2 separate regions of the Xenopus laevis genome follow, and region 1 is linked to region 2. Evidence: chromatin contacts called from public Hi-C data. All regions are on one chromosome and are shown on one strand. The core of a region is the stretch at or near the end of the contact, and the rest is flanking DNA. Distances in the headings are between cores, read along the strand shown.

What was found. A called contact is a pair of places that touch in the nucleus more often than the background predicts.
Region 1: a Hi-C map of the XL177 cell line shows a contact between it and region 2, with 2.4 times the contacts expected there. The contact joins two enhancer-like sites. A contact is called at or near these places in 3 of 4 Hi-C or Micro-C datasets (the XL177 cell line, the XTC cell line and animal cap).

What each region holds. Positions count from the first base shown.
Region 1 is chr4L:59,067,255-59,074,068 of Xenopus_laevis_v10.1, forward strand. All of the region lies in intron 2 of gse1.L (genetic suppressor element 1), which reads right to left. Among protein-coding and RNA genes, the nearest start is that of gse1.L, 150 kb to the right of the region's middle. Within about 2 kb of position 3,402, at least 2 of the 7 cell types and tissues checked have an H3K27ac peak or open chromatin away from gene starts, as enhancers often do.
Region 2 is chr4L:58,960,350-58,967,171 of Xenopus_laevis_v10.1, forward strand. The region is part of intron 2 of gse1.L (genetic suppressor element 1); the gene reads right to left. Among protein-coding and RNA genes, the nearest start is that of gins2.L, 58 kb to the left of the region's middle. Within about 2 kb of position 5,267, at least 1 of the 7 cell types and tissues checked has an H3K27ac peak or open chromatin away from gene starts, as enhancers often do.

The sequences.
Region 1 (6,814 bases), core at 2,152-4,651, 110 kb after region 2:
AAGGTGTTTTCGGTGGTTTTGTTGCCTACAATTTCCTGCACGCAAATAAACACCCCACAATATGCTCCTATGATCTGCCCATAAGCCATTAAAAAGTTACATTAGGTAAATACCACAGCAAAAAGACAGAGGCATGAGAGAGGACTTGTAGGGTTTACAACTAGTAGTTGATTTATAATAGCTCCTATCATCAAGCTCACACATGCCTTATACTGTAAATGAGAAAAAACTTTTAATCTGGTGCAGGTAATTCGCTGATTACTGCTCTGTGCCTAGGGTTGCCACCTGGCCGGTATTTTACCCTCCTGGCCAGTAAAAATGATGGTTGATCCCAATATTATTAATAGGGAAAAAAGTTAAATATATAGGAAGGCCAGTAATTTTTTCCAGAAAAGGTGGCAACCCTATCTGTGGCACACATAAAAACTGAATTCCAACTTAATAATAGATGCCTGTAGACAGCATTGAGAAGAGCTGGGATTAATGGAACGGACTACTGTTCTCTGGTATGGAGTATAGATAGTTGAGGCTCTTGGCCTGTGTAAAGTGTTTATTGTTATGCCTCTAATGGGAATTTATTGCAGGCATACTTTTAACACTGATAAATCTGTACCAGCATTATGCCTCCATACTGTGCTGCGCCTGATAACTTTGTCATTGTGTTCACACTCCACTTACAGTACATCAATGTCTTCTGTCAACAAGACGCCAAATGTAATGTGGTCGATTTTTCAGAAAATGTTTCTGAGATTATATGTTTTTTAAACACACTTCTGCTTTATAACTGAAATAATCCCTGTTGAAAGTCTCTTTTTAAATTTTTCTAGAAAAAAAAAAACTGCAAATAGTTTTAGGGCAAGGGCACATGTTACATGTCCAACATTCTCTCTGCCTGTGGTTTGTGGATCCACTCTAATCACGAGAATAAATATCTGCTTTCATGGTTTTTTCTGCTGTGGCTAGATACACTAACTACACTACAGATGCTGTACTCAGTGCAGATAGGCTGAGCTGCTGATCAGTATAGATATGGTTCTCTCTGCCTGAATACAAACAGTAGACGGAGAAAAGCGTTGGAAACATAACATGTGCTAGGGTTGCCACCTATCCGGTTTTGACCCGGAGAGCCCGTTTTTTTTGAAGGACTACCGGGGTCAAAACCCGGCATTGCCCCACCCCCCTGACAACCCACCCCCCGCAACATCACAGTCCCGCCCCCACAACGTAACTGTCCCGCCCCCCAGTCCAGAGTTTAACCGAAGAAAGATGGCAACCCTAACATGTGCCCTTGCCCATCGACTACTGCTGTCTACATCAAGAACGGTGAACTATTACCCCCCTATATATTAATAAAAATGAATTGCTGAAACAGGCACAGTACACATGTCACACAATTAATTTCAAGTTATAATGCCATGCAGAGGAGTTTGTTACACACTGAGACTCCCAACTTTGCGCCCTAGGCACGTGCCTGCTCTGCCTACCCCTAGTTCCGGCCCTGTATTCAGTTTCTTTAATGTTTAAATGATTTTCTAGTACACTTCAAGTATGAACATCCAAATTACAGAAAGATCTGTAAACCCCAGGTCCCATACCTGTACCTCAAATCTACACACTACTGCACTTGTGGGTTACACCTAGGAGTATTTTACCAGCCTGGCCGGTAAAAATTATGGTTGATCCCAATGTTATTAATAGGGAAAAAAAGAGAAATATATTGGAAGGCCGGTATTTTTTTCCAGAAAAGGTGGCAACCCTACTTACACCATGGTTAATAACACTATAGTAGAGCTTCCAACTGTTCTACTAAATAACCCTGTGTATGCCTCAATGCTAGAGGAAAGCACATCATGTGCCCCATGTGATCACTGCAGGCGTTAGAGCAGGAGCCCCCAACCTTTTTTCCCTGTGAACAGGTGCGCTCCAGCCTGTTACGACGCCTGAGGCAGCGTTCGAAATGCGCCCCCCCCCCCGCTAACAGAGAGCAAAACTTTAAATTCGGCTTTTAAAGTTACTAAGAGCACCATTTTTGCCACCCCTGCCAACCATGGGTGCGCTGCCGCCTGAGCCGAATGCCTCAACTCGCCTCATTGGTGGAGAGCTACTGCCCATGAGCCACATTCAATGCAACACAGCATTAAGTAAGTCCCTGGGGGTGCCAAGCAAGTCCTGTGATTGACTATTTGGCAACCCCTATGTGGACTTGCAGCCTACAGGAGGCTCTGTTTGTCAGTACTCCTGGTTTTATACAACCAAAACTTGCCTCCAAACCACAAATTAAAAAATAAGCACCTGCTTTGAGGTCACTGGGAGCAACATCCAAGGGATTGTGAGCAATATGTTGCTCATGAGCTACTGCTTGGGGACCACTGCGTTAGAGCAACCCATGCGCCCTAACCAAATAGAGTTGACAACAACAGAAAAAGGCTCATCCGTTCTCCGCTACACTTTCAACTGTTGGAGATGTGAACTACATCTACTTACATGACTGTGAAGGATGCTAAAATTGTTCACTACTTCCTGGGGGGGAATAATTCAATATGCCCCCTTACGGCCTGCAAATAGCTGCCTATTGGGCAGTCTACTTTATAATTACCAGACTGTAGAAAATGTCATTCTTTGCATGGAACTACAAAAAAACATTACCAAATAAAGATATGTATTTCTCAGCACAAAAAAGCAGATCTTATAGAACAATACATACAAACACAGACCAACACGTGTGACAGGTTACAAACAAAATACCATCCGTTTAGACACTCTACCAGGTAAGACTTTTCCTAACCTGGTAAGGAACTTGAATCCGAAATCAGTGGTGGAAAGCTGAGGTTTTGTCTGTAACTCACTATCCATTTCTTCTCTATATATTTTAGGTGGCAGGGATTCTTGGTTTGATCCCAGGTTAAGCAGGCCTCCTGTCATAATATAAGAATCAAAATCTGCCCATAATTTGTGGGTGCACTAACAATCGAAGGGGTGTGTTTGTAATTCTGTTAATGGGCAGTTACATCCAGTTCAGCCCCTGAAAAACACTTACAGCAAATATAGTAGGTATAAGAAAAATCATCTACAAATAGGAAATTCAACATTCCCTGGGGGATGTTGCACATGCCCGTAGCTGAGATTACCCAGAAGCCTCTGCCCTCTCCAGACAGAATCCCGTTAGACCTATCTTGGCCCGTGAATGATAGATAATAGGGCTGCAAGTGGCAGATGGCAGGCAGTTGCTCAGTGCCCTTGCTTATCAGCTGCTCAGGGTGGCTCTGTGAGGAAAGCAGATTGCTGGCTTGTTATCTCCCCTCTCTCCTGGAATACTAAAGAATCCTGCATTCCCTTCCAGTGATTACACTGAGGGACTGTTACTGCTTTCCTCTATCTGAGCAGCTCACACATACAGCCTGCCGTCCCTGACTGCTAATCCTCTGCAGGGGGAAGGAGTGCTTGGGATGCCATAGCAGCTTAATCAGCACCTGTGCCCTGCCACACACACATCAGGACTCGTCCATCTGGCCCCAGGCTACCCCGTGCCCTGAGAAGGGTTGCTTTTGGTATCAGGTATCTAAGGACAATCCTTTACATGTTCTGTCCTTCTATATAGATGTGATATATTATATACATATATTAATGCCTTCATCCTTATAGCATCTGCCCACCGTGTCTTTATTGCTGGCAGAGAGATCCCAATGTTTCAACTACAGCAGGTGCTTGTTACAGATAGGAACACAGGCAAGGTGATGAATGGTTACCATCCCATCCCCCAATCCCTCCAACCACACACACACACACAAGTTCACGCATGCAATTCTAGATGTGTGACAGAGCAGAAGGGTCACGCAGGTCATTCATATGGTTAAAAAACCCACTGACCTCTCAGCTAGAGGCTTCATACAAAGTATCAAATACAGACTTTAAAGGTCTTGAAGGGCAAAGGGCAAAAAATAAAGAGGAAAGCCCCAAACACAAGCAGTCAGGAGGTCAGGCCTTCAGGGGCTCTTGTTCTAACAACCCTTCAGTTGCCAAGTAACATTAATTGGGTTACAAGGCAGAGTGCTGAAAGGCCACGCAGCTATCTGATTTAAAACAGCAGCCATCAAGGAAACATTAGTAATTTTAATTATCACTGATTAGATATCTCCCTGCCCCCTCTCTCCTTAGGAAGAAACACTCCCTGAGTATACGCCCATCCCACTAAGGATTTAACCTAGCTTGTGATATTGCAATTATCATACATAAAAAACAGCCAGTCATGTTACACATCATGTGCTATTTATGGTTTACAATGTTTGCTTTTCAAATGTAGGTCTAAAGCCATGGTCTTATTCGCATTGTGATAATGTAGCATTTTAAACTGCAATTAACACCAGAGTTGCCAACAAGAGAGATTTTCTAAGCACTTGACCAGTAATTGGCCCAAAACGGTGCCCAATCCTCTTTCGCTGATGCAGACTTCCAGGCCAAATATATCAGGAAGGCCAGAAATTTAGACTGCACTCAAAGTTTTTTTTAATTAAACCCCACTGCTCTTTGTATTAATAATAATAATAATAATAATAATAATAATAATAATAATAATAATAATAATAATAATAATAATCATAATGATGATGAAAATATTGCCATGACTGGTACAATACTGTCTGATCATTTATATAGTTATTTAGAATGAAAATAATGTTCAATATCAGTCAGGATTTCATTTCTACTTCCCCTGGGTCTTACAGAAAGCTAATTCTGGATTTCCTGTAATTGCTCATTCTTCCCTCATTCTCCCATTATCCAGTTACATATACATTGTGTGTTGCTCTCAACTTTGTAGGTAGACCTGTGCAAATGTTGCAACTTTTCTTACATTTCCCAAAAGATATCCACATGTATCGCCCCCAACCCCCACAAAAAATAAGGCCAAAATCAGTACCTAAGGATTTGTGGTCAGGGAGATTCTAATTATTTTGTTTCCTCCTAGAACAGTAACATACAGGTCCAGTTTTGCACTGGGCTGGCAGGTGCCTCGTATGGTGAGGTTGTCAGACTAGCAGACTTTGATCTAACTTGGCCACCAACATGATGGGCCAAATCATGATGATCCAATTGTTCAGCCCATGGCCAACAATCACATCATAATGGGAGCATATGGGGAGCTCTTATGAGAGGGCCACATCAATGCACCAATGCAGTCCATGACAACAGATTCTCAATCCTGCACAATAGATAGCTCGCTAAAGGTCCATATATGGGTCAGTTGCACAAGCAGCTGGAAGAGCCCCACACAAAGGCTACCAAAAAGGTATCCACATTTATTGCCCCAACAAAAAATAAGGGCAAAATCAAGGATTTGTGTTCACAGAAATTCTAATTATTTTATTTACCCTTAGGGCAGTGACATACAGGCCTAGGGTCGGACTGGGCCAACAGGACATCGGGAAAAAACCTGGTAGCCCCTGGCCTTTGTGTGCCCACTGACTCAGACTCAATCCCCGGCTGCCCTCCGCCATTGCTCCCTAGCTGCCATGTATAAGGTGCACACACAGTGGGAAAGGTTGGCAGTGGGTAATAGGTAGGTGTCAGGGGTGCATGCAGAGGGTGGAGGGGCTGGCAGTGGGAGTGTGGGGGCCCCTGGGGTAGCAGTCCCGGTGGGCCTTGCACACCTCAGGCCAACCCTGTACAGATAGGGTTGCCACCTGGCTGGTATTTTACCTGCCTGGCCTGTAAAAATGATGGTTGATCCTAATGTTATTAATAGGGAAAAAAGATAAATATATAGGAAAGCCAGTATTTTTTTCCAGAAAAGGTGGCAACCCTATGTACAGATCAGTTTTGGGTTGGGGTTGCAAAAACACCACTACTGCAAACAAAACCTACCCATGATTGTCTTCCACTTTTGGATGCAAAAAAAGATACACACAATTGTCCTACACTGTGTGTATAAATATATATATATATATATATATATATATAGACATATTATATATTGTGGAAAGTACTGTTTATGTACAGTATGTATGCCTTGAATGGGAACCTAAACAATTAGTGCAAAATGTGCAGAATTAAGCAACTTCATAAAGTGACCAAAATTTGTATGTCAAATGAAAATCTGTAGAGTCTCCAAGAAACGCCCAAACTTTGTCTCTGTCTCTGACTGATTTACAGTGCTGAGTTAGAAACATATTTAATAAGGGAGTGGAAAAGATGTGCCCCTGACCCCTGAAAGTCTGAAAAGAAACAGAAGGCGTCTTGTATCATCAAGCAGGGTCAGAGGTTACTAGGGGGGATTCCAGAATTCCTGTGAGTCAGACAGTCAGCTGGTGACACACACTCGCTCATTCTGTCACCTTGAGTCTCCCTCCTACTTCAATCCACCCCATTCAGTATCTCCGCTCAGTCACACAAGTTTCTGAAGAGCAGGCTGATATAATTCTTTTTGCATAGGTATCAGTCAGCTCAGCAATGAATAGATATTAAATCCATCAACATAAGTCTATTTACATAAACATCAGTGCCACATAGCAGTGTTACAGATGTACCTGGAGCTGCTGTAATTTAGAAACATGGGCAGCACTACTGTATAGTGCCAATGGGAGGGAATGTTTGTGTCAGATGAGAGGAAAGACACCAAGAGATGGAAGGGACATAGCAGAGAAAATCTTAAAAGAGACATCTACATTTTTTTTAATTATAATTGATAATAGTGCTTTCAGTTCCAAGAAAGTCAATATACATACAACATAAGCAAGAAAATACTAGTTTAACTGGCTTAACTGGAATCCAAAAGGATCTAAAAAAAGAGACCCAGATTTTTCAAATAAAAATTACGTTC
Region 2 (6,822 bases), core at 4,017-6,516:
AGTGGCATTAGCCAAAGAACAAGCAAAATACCACCTGCACCACCACAGGCCGACAGCCTTACTGGTGCGTGAAATTAAGTCTTTCAGTAAGGGAGTAACTCCACGGGCGATTTCGGCGTGATCCAACACGCTGTGCAAACACGCAGGCGTCAAGTCGTATGCAACGGAAATAAGGTAAGAGATGGAAAGAGATGCACGTCTGCATCCAACAGTCGCTTTGCGCGGGACAAACGCTGCAACACCATCCAACATTCCTGTGCTTACCTTATTTCCGCCACATCCGACTTGACGCCAGCGTTTTTTATGCAGTGCGTCCGATCACACCGAAATCGCCCGTGGAGTTACAGGGTTTGGCACAAGCAGGATTTTGATGGCAACTAAAATATCACTACTCACTCCAATCATGTGTTATTCACTTGGAAAGTGCCACAGGTTATAAAGTACCCACTACTATTGCTCAATAATGTGTGGTACTTTCCATTCACGAGAACAGCATTTTGATTTTGTCCACACCACAAGTAGTGGTGGTGATCAGGACACTACATGCTATAGCCAAGGGTTCATGCGTACAGCAGAAATATTTGCAAGAATCTTATGAAAATCAAATGCTGTACCTTTCAACACACTCACTTTGTGGAGAGCATTTCACTGCAACTGCTTTTTACTACCTTTGTCATGTTATATCCTGGCAATAAATGGAACAATAACAAGCAAACTTAATTGCTGCACATACCCTCCAAACTCTCAACAAATTCATTCTTTCCACATAAAGACATATCTTAAGGATGGAAACTCTTTACATGCATGCCTAATTGCTACTTAACGACACTTTCTGTATCCCCAGTGTCAGCTAATTTTCTCTATGAAACATGGATGGGCAAACATCTGAAATCTCATTTTCCTACTGTTGCCATTGAACTACAAATCTTCACATTCACTGGTGGTCATTGATATAAAATGCTTACAGGGGCCATCCTAACACCAGAGGGAATTGCACAATACTGAAAACCAAAGAAACAAAATTTCCCTGGCAGTGCAAGACATGACATGCCAGATCTACCGCTAGCCACTTGATGGCAGCAAATAGTTGCTTTATTTGTGCTTTTAATTGGACAGTATGCATTTTTGTAAAACTCCCTGATGAGGGGATTTTCTTGTGCTTTTGCATGTCACAGGAACAGCAAGCTATAAACCCTTATGGCTGAGATCTAATCTATCATGCATATGAAATCCATGAATACAACAAGTATTGCCTGCCTGCCAATCCAATGTCTTTCTCATAAGTGTGAGCCTGTATAAGATCCTGTTATATATACCCACTTCCCACCACAAAGCACATTTCCTGATATATCTACCGCACAGTAGTACTTACACTGCTAGACGAGTGGCACTCCATCATTTCCCCTGACACTAGGTACATTCTGTCTAAAAGCACACGCTCTTCTGCCAAAGGAAAGAAAGAAAATAGGACAGGGGAGGATGTCTTTTGCACAATCTTTACCAGGATTAGATTTCTAACAGACTGCTGCAGAAACCATATTTGAGCAAATGCTCTAGATATAGTGGCCAAGGCCTAGCAACTGAGCCACACAGGAGAAGCCTGGCTCTGGGCATTGTCCATGAAAGGTTCCATAGAGGGGGTGATAAGATGTGTGCGTTCAACTATAGAGGTTACATGGCATGGATGTATTCATTAGTAGGCAAAGGCACCCAGAGATTTTTTTTATACTCTGCTCTTGCATCGAGTCTTACAACATCTGTGCCTCATTTTCACTATGTTCCAAATATTGTCCTATCCAACAAAAGAGAAATCCCTCTGAGCTGTTAGGGGCTTATAAAAGAATGGAAAATTGCACCAAGCACAGCAGATCAACTTTCTAAATAACAGAGCTGGAAATGGCCAGGAGCACCAGTTCTGAACTGTATTTTCTATCTACAATAAAAAAGGTTAACGTATCAAATTTTCTCCAGACTACTGTCTACAATAATTAAAGGCCTTTGCTCCTGTTTAGTCCTGTATTTTATAATTAAGTTCTGCCTCTCCAATTAGTCTGGCAGCTCAGTGGTTAAAGTATCATATGCAGATCCCTTTCCCAGTTCACATCTGAACACCCTGTACTAATTTTTTTTAAACATTTTATGATTTTCAGAATAATGGAGTTTCTGGCAACTCATGCTACCTTGTAAAATATGGCCAGAGAGGGAGATGTCTGACATCAATTATCAGAAGTCTGTGCTCCGAAGTGTGCAGATGGCAAAATCACTATTTATTGCTCTAGCAGGATGGGAGGGGAGCCTCTTTGCATGAATCATGCTGGCGGGTAGCAGAGACCTCTCCCTTTACCCATTTTTCACAGGCCTGGGTTAAAATGTAGCTAACAAAATCTAGAGAGATTTGAAGGGAATTTGGGGTAATCGCTTTCTTTTAGTGATAAATTACTTTGCCAATATAGAATTGCTTAAGAGGTCTATGAATTCAATGCAGTATGTTCACAGGGCAAGTAAGAAAGAACCGGGAGCAGCACAAACATGTATGTACATACAAGGGCAGCTGAGCACTAAGTGTAAAAGGCCTGATCAATTTTATGGCACTGTTCTGGTGTCAGGTTTAGGGCCTGGGTCATCTGCCCTGCATTACACCATGGCACAAACAATGCCATTTTCTCCATCCTTCTAACCCTTTTATATGCCAGTAGAAAATCGATTTTCTTAGTGTACTGTTTCAATCTTTCCAGCAAAATTACTCACCAACATAGGTCAACCGGTCTATTTATAGACAAATAGCATAGTGCCTTTTTACCCATAAGGGCAGGGGCACACAAAGCTACTGGGGAGACTTCGGGCAACTTCGGAAAATGAAGTATCATAAAGGCTAGTGTGATACTAAATTCTATTGTTAGTATAGATATGGGTATACACAAGGCCGCCATCAGGGGGGCACAGGGGGTACAAGTGTACCTGGCCCGGCAGTGCTGAACTTTTCGAAAGAGCCGGGGCCCCCTTGACAGCACCAAAGCCGTGCCGCCTCCTTCCGAAGTCCCGAACAGTGGAAATGTGGAAGTACCGAAAAAGCCGAAGAGGCGAACAGACTGAAGCCACGGAGACCCGAAGTCACGATAACAGACGTAATTGAAGTCCTGAAGTGGTGAAAGGACCCGAAGTCACAAAAAGGAGGCAAAGTTGAAGTCCTGAAGCCACGAGTTCAATTCCTCTGAACACCAATGTGTGTTTTTTATATTTTTTTAATCCCCTGGCCACCAATGTATTATTTTAATACTCTATAGGCCCCTGCCACTAATGTTTTTTTAAAAAAATATTCTTTGGGACCCCAAGTTTTTTTATACTTGTAAGGGGGGCCCTAGCACCAATGTTTTTTTAAAAAAAATGTTCTCTGGGGCCCCAATTTGTTTTTTAACTTGTAAGGGGGGCCCTGGCACCAATGCTTTTTTTTTTTTTTAAAAAAACACGTTATGGGGGGCCCTGGTTACAATATATATTTTTTAACTTAAAGGGGGGGCCCTGGTCCCCAATAGTTTTTTATAACTTTATAACGTGTGGGGGGGTTACCTTTTTTAGCGCTGATGTCTGTGTGGTCTTTTAACTGTGATGTGGAGTGGGTGGAGGAAGAGAAAGTATTGTATGAGCTGAACATTTAATTTCTGCATTTTTATATTTTATACATTTATAGACAAGCTGACATATTGCTTACCTCTTATTCTAACTTGAAAATTCCTCTCTCTTGAGAGCAATTAAGCATAGTCTACTTTGTATCACTACGGCACCAAACAGGTGCATTTTTACCCGGAAGTAGAGTGCCAGCCAATTAGAATTTTGCCATCACTGCAGTTGACCAATCAGAATGAACTGCTGGACACGGGCTACAACTAAAACAACACCTATTGTGCAATTTACAATGTAATCTACAGATACTTTCTGTAACAGAGAAAATATAGTGCATGAAACAGGCTCTTCTCATAGTAATGAAATGGACTATATGGTAAATATGCTTTGTGAATAGGATAGTTAAAGGTCTTACACATGAGTAGTGGTTGACTGGAAACTGCAGAGAATGACACCACTCTGTGTGCATTTACCAGTGTTTGATTTGGCTCTGAACCCTAGTGATAACTCCCAGTGAAATATTTTGAGGTCTCACAAGGTTATCACACCAGGGTGTGTTAACAAGGCACTTTCCAGTATGATCAATGGACAGCAAAATTAACCTCTTCGATGCTAAAAGAATATTCAAAAACATACAGTATGGCTGCAAATATTAATGATTGTATTCACGTGATAGTATATATTGACCCAAGGCTACCTTTCATGCAATACAGAATAAGCCACTCATGTACCCTTTATGATACTGCACTTCCATATAATACATGCCCTATCTGTAATTTAGCGTCTGATATTTATAACAGGTGCATTCCATTGTGAGCAGATTCATAGGGGTTCTCAGAATGAATGTCTGTACTATACTGTGCCAGGGCAGGTGTGGGACATGACTCTTCACTGAGGCCATAGGTTACTAAATAATGAATTCAACAAAGAATTTAATGTTATATCTCCCAAGAAGATTAATATACACGATAGGCAGAAGTAAAAATCGAAGGGGTTAAGTGTGTATACTGCTATCTGTTTCTTTATTGTAGCATATAAACAGCTGACGTTGGCTACCTGCCCCACTACACACACACACACACTGTTTAGAATTTGCATGTTGCTCTGCACCTAAGGAAGCATAAACAAACTTTTGCATTTGCATGCATTTAAACAAAGACAGAAGCCTCTGTTTTGAGTTCCTGCTTTTACAGTATACATGGGGGGGGGTGTGGAACATACTGCCTTAATGTACCACATCCCCATCTAGACCAAAGTCATCAACACACCATTCGCTCTGAGCAGTTTCCCTAGCAGCACCGTGTTCTGCACAGCACCCAGTATTAATTGGCCACGCATCATTCTATTGTACTACAAATGAGCAACGAAACTGTTAATACAACACAGGGCTGCTTCAGAAAGAGGAGGGAGGAGGGTGCTGCTGGCAAGATGTGCTAATTTTTACAGCACCCAAAAGACATTCTGTGGCTCACGAAACCCGCGATGCGCCTGCCCGTATTTATCTAGTGGGTGTGGGAGATACTCTGCAAGGTAAACACGGATCTGGCATTGTCTGTGGGAGATGGAAAGCCACGGACTCTGCCATAAACTAGGGATTAGCTGATGACGGGCCCTATTCACACCCTGTGTGAGGATATGGCTTTAGGTTTAACTCAAGACTGCAGACATAAGCTTGTACAAAATGCACTGTGTTTACACTACACATACATACGCACACAAGCACTTAACCTTTTTGTTCCTGGTTCCTAACAGCAATCCTCTTAACTTATTCCTGCGGCGCTTAGGGCTGAAGGTTTTAATAGGGTTAGTTATAATAATGGATTATCGTAACTGCAATACCTTAAATAGCACAGTTGTGCCCTAGCAAGTCCAGAGAAACTTAGCACATCTCTACTCTTTAATGAAACCCTATCAAAATGATTTGCCTTGTATATGTTATGTTTGAGCTCCTGCCATATTTGGTCAGATCCTCTGCAGTTTATCCACACATCGACTATGCCGCACGGTTACCATGAACTGCTACCAGTCATAGAGATGTTATGAGGGTGATAATGATCCAGTTTTGCACTTCCCTATAAGGTCGCAAAGTGTCCAGTTTTAGGGCAGGGGCACATGGGCAGATTCGGGGAGATTTAGTAGCCTGGTGACTAATCGCCTCTTCTGCAGGGCTACAACCCCCCTGAGCTGCCTTCCCCCTGCTAAAATGAAAAATCGCCTGCGCCAATGCACTTGCGGAGCTTTGATTTCCAAAAGTCACCCGAAATTTCCTTGTGAGGCAACTTCGTAAATCGAAGCACGGCGAGTACCATTGCGCTGGTGTTTTCTCATTATAGCAGGGGGAAGGCAGTTCGGGGAGATTGTCGACCCACAGAAGAGACGATTAGTCGCCAGGCAACTAAATCTCCCTGAATCTGCCCATGTGCCCCTGCCCTTAGAAGTGACATTGAACCAATGAAGATCAGAACCATAATTCGATGCTGGCAGGAGGCAGGCTGCCACATTTCCAAGAGACAATTAACTATGGGCATAGGTTTTCATAGGCATGGTACCTTGTTAAAACCTGAAAATTGTCAGTAACTTTAGAGCATCCAACAATTTAAATATAGACAATGCATCCACCTACAATTGCATCCACCTACATACAAGTTTTAACCATATGTTTTTTGATATTACCTAACAAGATTTAAATGAGACTAAACTGAAAGCTGAGTCTAATACTAATAGACAACAATCATTAGCAAATACATCACTACATAGGTTGGATTGCTTTTTGCACTTGTTCCTGCTCACGCTGCTTGGATCTGACTGACCAACAAACAGCTGCATGATCCTTTTGGATTGGTTAACAGCTGGTTAGCTTGAAGTTTTGGTTCTAGATGCCAGCCATTGTGCTTAAAGAGGTTTCCTTGAATGGAGCAGCCAGAGCACATCTGCAGCTCTTTTGCAAGACAAGATCTCCATCTATGAAGATATAAGCAGTGTTTGATATAGAATTTATCATTTTATTCCGTGCACACCAATATGGCCAAAATCTGCCCTGTAGGTTTCACGTGTACTAGATACAACAAAATAGAAAGTAAAACTTACCCACATTTTATAAGGTGCTAAACCTCAGGCAAAGGAAATGGGGGGAGAATGTTGGTGCTTCTGCCTCTTGTGCAGCCAACACCTTTCAGTGTTAATAGCTTAACCCACTTCTTT